Regions from separate parts of the Sus scrofa genome. Here region 1 is linked to region 2. A link is a contact called in public Hi-C data. All regions are on one chromosome and are shown on one strand. The core of a region is the stretch at or near the end of the contact, and the rest is flanking DNA. Distances in the headings are between cores, read along the strand shown. Region 1 overlaps POC5 (centrosomal protein POC5). Region 2 overlaps COL4A3BP (collagen type IV alpha-3-binding protein).

Region 1 (4,873 bases), core at 2,349-4,848, 220 kb after region 2:
GTCACGGCAACGCCGGATCCTTAACCCACTGAGTGAGGCCAGGGATCAAACCCTCGACCTCATGGTTCCTAAGCACTGAGCCACGACGGAAACTCCGTGGAAAAAATTATTCCTGTCAGTACAAAACAACAGGTTGTCTGAATTAAACACATTTCTCTTTATATATTCTTGATCTTGCTGAAGGACAGTCTTTCTCCCCTCACGCCCCATTTCTTCACAAACATTGTATGTGCTGATAAAAATAGATTTTTTGATAACGAATCTCACATTTTTCAGAAAGATGTGGCGAAGTCATCTAAGGACTTTCAGAGTCAGTCCAACCTATGAAGGCAAAGATAATCCTCCACCCTCCCTGTCTTCAGTGTGGTACTCCTCCAGCGCAGCCTGCCACTGCCCTGTACTCACCCTGGACCTAAATTGAAACAATCAATCCAGCCTCTTGGGACTTAATTATCTAGCAGCAATGTAGTATTGAGAAAAGGATTTAAAATCATTCCTTTTATCTTTTTGACATATTAAGTAGATAGGAATGTTAATTTAACTTGAGAATTTATACAGAGGCCATTCTCTTTTAAAGTCAATCCTTGTTTCTCTGGAGGAATGTGTTCTTGTAACTTTTAGGAATTAAACTTGTGGAGATAATTGCTGATTCACATTCAGTTTTAAGAAAGAGATATATCCCATGTACCCTTCTCTTGTAATTTTTGTTAAATTTGCTTACAGCTTTACAGTTTACAAAATGTCTTTAACATCCCATTTAATTTTCACGTTCTCTCATTTAATCCTGAATCCTGGCAAAAACTCCAGGAGTTAAGTCCTCTTATGGCTCCCATTTTACACAAGAAAAAAATAAAGGCTCAAACATTTTACTTGATTTGTATACGATCTCAAAGGCAGTAAGAAACAAAATTGATGCACTAACTCAATGTTTGAGTTTATTTTTGTTTCAATTCCATGTACTTTCCTTTACGGTACCTGAATTTATTACAACCTGAATTTTTTTTTCCAATTTCAAAATATGCTGACAATTGTATTGAAAAGGCAGGAAGAAGATATAAAAAAAAAATCAAAAATTAAAACCTATAAAAGCATTTCTTAAATTTGCTACATGAAGAGCAGTTGAGGCGTAAATAATATTTGTCTCTTTTTTAAATTAATGAGAAATCATTTATTTTACCCTTTTGGACATGAACACACTGAATTACTTTTTTTGATAATTTTTATACTGTTGAGACAAAACAATGTTTCTGAAATTAATTTCCTAAAGGAGGAAAAGGTAGATTTCGAGCAGGTGTGACAATTATAAGTATATAAAGGCAGCAAAAATACCAGATATCATGGGTTTTGATTTTCTCCCCAGCATTTCATTAAGCGATAATTTGTCCATCAACTCTCAGGAAAAAGATGCTTTGACAAAAGGTCATCCAATGCAGACTCACCACTGTGACCGGATGATGTTTTTCCACAACAACGGAGCTCATGGGAGGAGAAACGCCCATTATAGCTAAACTGCTACTGATTCTATTTTTTGAAGCAAAATCACATCTCCCTGTGATCCGGGCTGTGATTGTTCTCCCAGCTTTCTGTTGTGCAGACGTCACAACCCTGGGCACAAACTAAAAAACAGAAAGATCCAGTTGGTAGAAAAATCCACGGCAAAATTTTTGGTATTTTTGGTGCTAGAACTCAAAATATTCAGCACTTAAAATAATTGTACATCATATGGAAGTTCCTGGGCTAAGGGGTGACTTGGAGCTGCAGCTGCCACCCTACGCCACAGCCATGGCAATGCTGAATCCAAGCCGCATCCAGGACCTATACTGCAGCCTGCGGCAAGGCTGGATCCTTAGCCCACTGAGCAAGGCCAGGGATCGAACTTGCATCCTCAAGGAGACTATGTCGAGTTCTTATTAACCTGCTCAGTCAGAACTCCGATAACTTTAACAAAGAAAAATTTCATAAGACTAAAATCAAGCATCTTCAAACACCCTTTAACCTTGGTGTACCAAACTATTTTATAGAACTTTAAGAACTTGGGAAAAACTTTTTACTCTGTAATTTAGGTTCATAGAGGGTTGCGAAGACAGCATAGAGAGGTCCCGGGTATTCTTCCCCTGGTTTCCTGCAATGATTATGTCTGACATAATTATAGCATCATTACAATATCGAAACCAGGAAGCAAACAATGGAATGACGCCTGGGTATAGATCTGTCACTTTATCACGTGCTTTGATTCCTGTAGCTGTTAGGATAGTCCAGATGCAGAACTAGTCCGTCACTACAAAGACTGGCCTTGTGCCATCCTTTAGAGGCTTACCGTCTTCCCTCCCCAGCGTCCCTAATTCTTAGCAACAATGAATCTGTTTTATGAACTCTTTGGACCCTTATGCATAAATCATCATTAGGCATATGCTTTTTGTGTCCTTTTTTTCTTAGGACATTAATATACGTTTTTTCATAGAGACCAGTTATAATTCTTAAGGAGAGGTTTTTATACCAACAAACTGCAGTTTATCTAACTGTACCAGTTGTTTTCATATTAAATATAGTAAATTTTTGGAAAACAGGATTTCCCTTTTCTTCTTTTTAAAAATTTTATGGCTGCACTTGAAGGAAATGGAAGTTCCTGGGCCAGGGACTGAAGCTGAGCTGTAGCTGCAGCAATGCCAGATCCTTTAACCCACTGCACTGAGCCAGGGATCAAACCTGCACCTCTGCAGTGACCTGAGCTCCTGCAGTTGGCTTCTTAACCCACTGTGCCACAGCAAGAACCTCTCCCCTTTTGAGAGTTATTTGAGGAAGATATTGCAAGACACAGATGACCATCTCCAGAGGTAATGCTGGGTTTTACAGCTTTTGTTGCCTACTACTGGATAATACTCCAGAAAGGTTACACTTACATAAACAGTAACACACACATGTAACTCATCCCCCCACCCCGCCACTATCAACTAATTACAGTAGCTGGGCAAAGATGAAAAGGAGTCAGAAAAAAAGGGGAAATGATATAAACCCCCCAATATTTATATCAATATTTCACAGAGAAACAACGCACATCATTGGTTGAGAGTACAGGGCTCTGAACTGTCCAAGTCTGAATTCCAGCTGTGTTAGCAGTTCTGTTCCCTGACTAGTTCCCTGACCGTCTCTAAGCCTCAGTTTTCTCATTTCTAGAACGGGGAGAGGGGCACCAACTGACTAATGGTAAACTTTCCCTTTGCACTCAGATAAAGAGGAACGTTAGAAACTACTAAACAGCTTAAAATCCAATTCAAGTCCCTCAGTTGTTTCAGCTGGAGTTAGAAACAGGCAAGTGTCATCTGTTGTTGAACACGGTGAACTCCAACAGGGCATTTGTTTACATGACCACCTAATATATTTTTGAAGAGTGTTTTCCACCATGGAATTCTGCTCTTTAACATGCTGAGGAGGTCTGCCTGCAGAAAGGAAGGAATTTTACAGATGAAGACATTTTCTGATCTACCAACAGGAGGTAATGGTCTCTTCTCTAGTTATTTGTGCTTCTCTGCAGTTTGCTTTCTACACACATCTCCTTGTAGCTACTAGAAATACCGAGGAAGACGGTAAAGTTTTGACTGTTCACAGGCAGCCTCTGTGATTCAAATGAGGAGAAAGATAGCCAGGCCTGGGTCACATCTCTCTTCCTTCCTGTTCCCAGCAGTGACGGTTTCACATAAGGTAAGTTATCCAACTAATCTATTTGTTCCTGCTTTTATCATTATAGATCTTTTTAAAAACAGGAGGACATATGTGAGCTGAATAATCTGAGTAGTTTCTTTAAATAAGGAAGGAAGAAAACTAGCAAAACACTTAGAGGTGACTGACTTGTGATTCTTCTTCCTTCTTAATCCTGAACTTACGTGAATGCAGCTGAGTAATGTGTCTGTTGCTGAAGCAGCAGGATGTAGTTGGAGGGGTTGGGGAGGAAGAAGGGCCGTCTACACAATATTGGGCTTTTTCCGGTTTCAAAGACTTCAGAATTATCTCAGGTGACCAAATTGTTTCAAAAAATAGCAAAAAGGGTGGTGAGCACCCTCATTCATTTGGTCCTCCCTGTGCATGTTCAGATTCATTTCTCCACACCCATGTACAAATAGTATAGTCATACTTCAAGAAGGAAATTTTGAAAAATCTAGCTCTGCATGTTATCTGGATATGCAAGATGAATGGCAAACCAGAAATTTAAATAACATGCAGTGTTTATTTAAATGAGATCATCAGTATAGAATCACACTTCAAAATGTGTAATCATGAAAAATAAAACACAGCTGAACATATGTCAGGGTTGAATTTCCGTGTCTTATTTCTAAATCAAAACTCCTCCACATAATCTAAATTTCTCTTAAGTCCTGTTTTTTTTTACCTCTTTGAATTAAGAACAAAAATACGTTGAGATCTGCAAAAATAGCAGAACTCAACATATTTTCCCCCAAAGTTAGTAGTTTCCAAAAGGCAGAAATTCAAGTCAGCCTGAACACTACAGATGACTAATTGTCTGACTGACTCAACGCCTCCCTCAGCTACAGAGAGCTACCTGGCGCTATGGCACCCTCTAATGGCCTGCCAGGTAACTCTAAGACCTAACATCTGCTCTGCCATCTTCTTTCCTCTCCTGTGAGTGGTTAGGGCTGGGGAAGAGAGGGAGACGAACATATGAGAGTCACCCTAGCATCTTTATGATACATACCTCTGTGCCAGAGTATAGCTAGAGTAGGGAAAAGAATGGAGCTGAAAAGAAGAGCCCTGCAGAGGTGAGCTGGCTCAGCTGGGCTTGGATCCCTATGGCCTTCAGTTGAGAGACACTGAAGAATACAGGGTTAACAACAGGAGCCCAGAAGTCAGAAGCAGGTAT
Region 2 (4,959 bases), core at 1,106-3,605:
AGTAAAAAAGTTAAGCTTGTTTCAATATAACAGAATCCCACCAAAAGAGAATTCTAATTACAGTAATCATACAGTACATAAAAAAGTGAGAATTCTTATGAAATAATGGAACAAAAGTACTGAGCCAGGTACCTTAACTGAAATGGCTTTAGTTTCTTCTCATTCCACAATAATGCTAACTTTCTAAATAGAGTGTTTCTACATTTTAATTGTTGTACTGGCTGGTAAAGTTTTTCATTAGTTTTAAATATAGAAGACTGAACAATAGCCAAGATATGGAAGTAACCTAAATGTCCACTGACAGAGGAATGGATAAAGAAGATGTGGTACATATATATAATGAAATATTACTCAGCCATAAAAAAGAATGAAATAATACCATTTGCAGCAACATGGATGGACCTAGAAATTATCACAGTAAGTGAAGTCAAAGACAAATGTCATACGGTAACACTTACATATACAATCTAAAAAAAAAAAAAAAGTTTACAAAAGAACTTATTTACAAAACAGAAACAGACTCACAGACTTTGAAAACTAATGGTTACCAAAGGCAAAAGTGGAGAGGAGGAATAAATTAGGAGTTTGGGATTAACATACACACACTACTATATATAAAATTTATGACAAGAGTTCCTGTCGTGGCTCAGTGGTAACAAACCTGATTAGTATCCATGCAGACGCAGGTTCAACACCTGGCCTTGCTCAGTGGGTTAAGGATCCAGGGTTGCCATGAGATGTGGTGTAGATTGCAGATGTGGCTCGGATCTTGCATGCTGTGGCCGTGGCATAGGCGGCAGCTACAACTTCGATTCAACTCCTAGCCTGGAAACTTCCATGTGCCCACTGCTGCAGCCCTACAAAAAAACCCAAAAAAACAGACGACCAAGAAGGACCAACAAGTATGGCACAGGGAACGAACGCTACTCAATATTCTGTAATAATTTATATTGGAAAAGAATCTGAAAAAGAATAAATATATATATATATAAACTGAATCACTTTGCTGTACACCTGAAACTAATACAACATTACAAATCAACTCTAATATAAAATAAAAATTCTTGTTAAAAAAAATAAAAACCTATCTAGAGACTAAAAATACAATGTACTTCAAAGTCACTTATTTCAGACACCTATATGTCATTCATTTCTGAACAGAAATTAATCTGGACTAACCATTTAAATACAAAACCAGCCCATAATTTACAATCAAAATTTTATAATATTAAAAACAAATCCTGGATATTTATTTGAAAAATATTTACACCTAACAATTTGAAATTCAAATCCAAATGAATCTACCCTCTCCATTTACCTGCTTTATATCAACGAGTCCTAAGGAGAGTAAATTAAAACTTTTAAGATCTGGGGAGTTCCTGCTGTGGCGAGCAGAAATGAATCAGACTAGGAACCATGAGGTTGCAGGTTCGATCCCTGGCCTTATTCAGTGGATTAAGGATCTGGTGTTGCCATGAGCTGTGGTGTGGGTCGAAGATGCAGCTTGGATCTGGCGTTGCTGTGGCTGTGGCATAGGCCGGCAGCTACAGCTCCGATTCGACCCCTAGCCTAGGAATCTCCCCATGCCGAGGTGCAGCCCTAAAAAGACAAAAGACAAAGTAAAACAAATGCCCTCCCCAACTTTAAGATCTTAAAATATATATGCTACGAAGCTTTACTAAATGTTGACTACAAAAAAAAAAAAAATACTTCTTACATCCTCCCCCCCTTTTTTTTCAGGGTTATTTCAAAACAGTAATATCTCCTTACAATATCATAGAACAAAAGACTCTACTATAGCAATACTGATGTTGCCATACATTTTAAGTAATGGATAATAAATGAATACTGAGGCTGAGAGTTTATTGTATTTCTACCTCTAATAAAGTTTCACTTAAATAAATCTCATTATATACATCACTCCAAAGAAAAAGAAAATACAGTATATTCATGAACATCAATTCCGTTTTATTCAATTTAAACAATGGGGGTTCATCTGTCACCCCAACTGCACTGAGGTAACTTTAAATGTTTAAAATAAATAAATAAAATGCTTAGCAAATATACACATGCGCATGCAAATGAATCTTCACTGTTTAAAAAACTGGTCATTCTGGAAATGTCTGTAATTCTGCCAATGACACTACATTGCATAAAAGATTCTTTTTTTTTTGGCCTTTTCTTGGGCCGTTCCCACAGCATATGGAGGTTCCCAGGCTAGGGGTGTAATTGGAGCTGTAGCCGCCAGCCTACGCCAGAGCCATAGCAACTTGGGATCCGAGCCGCATCTACAACTTAAACCACAGCTCACGGCAACGGCGGATCCTTAACCCACTGAGCAAGGCCAGGACATCGAACCTGCCACCTCATGGTTCCTAGTCAGATTTGTTAACCACTGCGCTACAACGGGAACTCCTGCATAAAAGATTCTTGATGTCACAATATTTAGAGTGATTTTATGATATAGCCACAAAATGGAGCTATCTAAAATGATTTTGGAGAATGACAAAATAAAAATTTAAAAACCACTTCATTACTTTAAAGGAATAGCTAACTGTATAATTAAGCTTGATTGTCTCTCATTCACATGACATGGCTCTGATTTAGTCCTGAATTTTTCTCAAAAATCTAATCTATGATCAAAGATATCAATATTTTAAAAACACTTTGTCACAGGAGCTAAAAATGATTTTAAAAGATAGTTACAAAATTATTCTGAAAAGTAGCAATGTTGTAAGTAGCAAAATGACATTTGTTTTGGCTTTCAACATGTTCACATCAAAGGTAACAATACTCATCTTGGTTTTTTTTTTTGTTTGTTTGTTTGTTTTGGCCACACCTATGGCATGCAGAACTTCCTGAGCCAGGGATCAAACCCAGGTCACCACAGTGACAATGCTGGATCCTTAAGCCACTGTCCCACCAGGTAACGCTCAACAATACTTATCCTGAATTTCTAAGTTACTTTTCCTCTGTCTAGCAGCTATTTAAAAGAAGACGTTTTGTTCATAGCAGGAGATTACATCATGAAACAGAAAAGATAATAACTTGAGTTGAAGTATTATATGTCACAATCCCAAGAACTCATCAGACATTTCCTGGCACTGGGAATTTCTCACTGGCTATGTCTTAGCTGAGGATTTCACTTTCTACACCCATAAGGTCTGCTTTCTGAAGGTGGGTGAGGCAAATTCCCAAGGACAGAAATGGGTCACAACTGATATTCACTGTTGAATGTTCTTATAAAAATCTTAACATGCTTTCAAAATCTCATTGGTATGATTTTGCGGATAATACTTAAAAGGCATGCTGGCTTTTTCTTAATCCCACTCTTCCACAAGAAAAAACTGGAGCTTATTTACAGTCAATATAATTTTGAGGAAGGGGGTCAAACCCATAGCAGGTGGAAGTTCCTGGGCCAGGGATAGAACCTGTGCCACAGCAGTGACCCAAGCCACTACAGTGACAATACTGCATCCTTAACCAGCTGTGCCATAAGAGAACTCCACCAATATAAAATTTTTGAAAATACCAAATGCTATCTAAAATTAATTAACATGGAATTCAAATACATTTACTATAGGAATATTTTCTCCTTTCAATATATATGCTTAAAGATCCCTCACACCAATTGCTTTGCAAAAAAACCCTTTCTTTCTCAAATTTGCAAGTTTGTAAGCAGTATTCCTGAACATGTTTTACATAAACATAAAATGCCATTTTGGTTCAATGAAATACTTACTGAACACATCCTATACGGAACAAAGATTATTATATTTTTAAAATATTACAGTAATGAGACCATATCTTTGGTATAATATTCCTCCTTATTAAAACAAATAAACAAACAAAAACAACCTTTTGCCCACTAGAGGGGGTCAGTAGCATTTTCCAAGCACTGTACTTGGAAAGCTGGTACAAAGGTTACTACTGGTCAAAGTACAATAGTAACCTTCAGATTAATTCTTCTACATGTACTTTCCGTATCTTGATTTTTTTGAGAATATTTAAAATTACGATAAACTGAATCATATGGTTCAAAGTTATAAATTTAATAAAGGACCAAAAACGCCTAAAAACTGATTTTAAAAGAAAACTCCAGCAAATTTTATTAACTAAATTTTATTGTTTGGTTCATTCATACAGGAAATAAGCATATATTTTCATTTTGTACAGTCTATCAGCCCATCTAGTCAAAATAACAGTGGTATAAAGAATCTAAAAAAAGGTTGGTTTGTAGCATTTTTTTCACAGCATCTGTCTTGTGAAAAGCTTATTCATTTTCCTAATAACACTCTCCAGCAAGAAGTATAGCAAAAAAACTTAGAAAGAAATTAAGTAACTTCCTCGTGGTGTCAAAAATTATCTATTTTGTGACACAGTCCCTCCATTGTCTCCTTCCATTTTAATTACAGGAAGAGAGAAAACGTAAGAGAGATTTAATGTTAACATAAGTACAACGGAGCATTTACCAGGACCTGAATTTCTGAAATCCGAAAAAAAAAAAAAAACAACAAAACCCCAATAAGCTTGCTTTGTAGTCGGCATTCACTCATCTACTTTCTTTCTGTCTTTCTTTTTTGCTTTTTAGGGCCGCATCTGAGGCAAATGGAAGTTCCAAGGCTAGGGTTGAATTGGAGCTGCGGCTGCTGGCCTGTGCCACTGCCACAGCCACGCGGGATCCTTAACCACAGTGAGAGAGGCCAGGGGTCAAACCCACATCCTTAGGGATACTAGTCAGGTTTGTTACCACTGAGCCACAATGGGAACTCTCCACACATTTACTTTCAATATTATAATTTTGAAGCAAATCACATGAGAACCAAGATACTATAACCAAGAGAACAATTTAATCAACAGGATTATGGTTAATAGTATCATAATAAATTAGAGCAATGGCAACAATTTTATTTATGACTATAGGTAATCATAAACATATTATTTGGTATAATAAAGTTT

What was found. Hi-C and Micro-C count contacts between places; a contact is called where the count stands out from the background.
Region 1: a Hi-C map of omental adipose tissue shows a contact between it and region 2, with 2.5 times the contacts expected there. The contact joins two enhancer-like sites. A contact is called at or near these places in 1 of 5 promoter capture datasets (liver), 24 of 47 Hi-C or Micro-C datasets (adipose tissue, alveolar macrophages, brain and 13 more) and 1 of 2 datasets of contacts at active chromatin or transcription factors (skeletal muscle).

The regions. Positions count from the first base shown.
Region 1 is chr2:84,691,888-84,696,760 of Sscrofa11.1, forward strand. It overlaps POC5 (centrosomal protein POC5), which reads right to left. Exons shown (of 13, transcript XM_005661493.3): 12 at 1,440-1,616. Among named protein-coding and RNA genes, the nearest start is that of POC5, 37 kb to the right of the region's middle. Within about 2 kb of position 3,599, at least 7 of the 83 cell types and tissues checked have an H3K27ac peak or open chromatin away from gene starts, as enhancers often do. A contact at or near this core is called in omental adipose tissue, where this site is marked.
Region 2 is chr2:84,477,411-84,482,369 of Sscrofa11.1, forward strand. All of the region lies in intron 4 of COL4A3BP (collagen type IV alpha-3-binding protein), which reads right to left. Among named protein-coding and RNA genes, the nearest start is that of COL4A3BP, 58 kb to the right of the region's middle. Within about 2 kb of position 2,356, at least 1 of the 83 cell types and tissues checked has an H3K27ac peak or open chromatin away from gene starts, as enhancers often do. A contact at or near this core is called in omental adipose tissue, where this site is marked.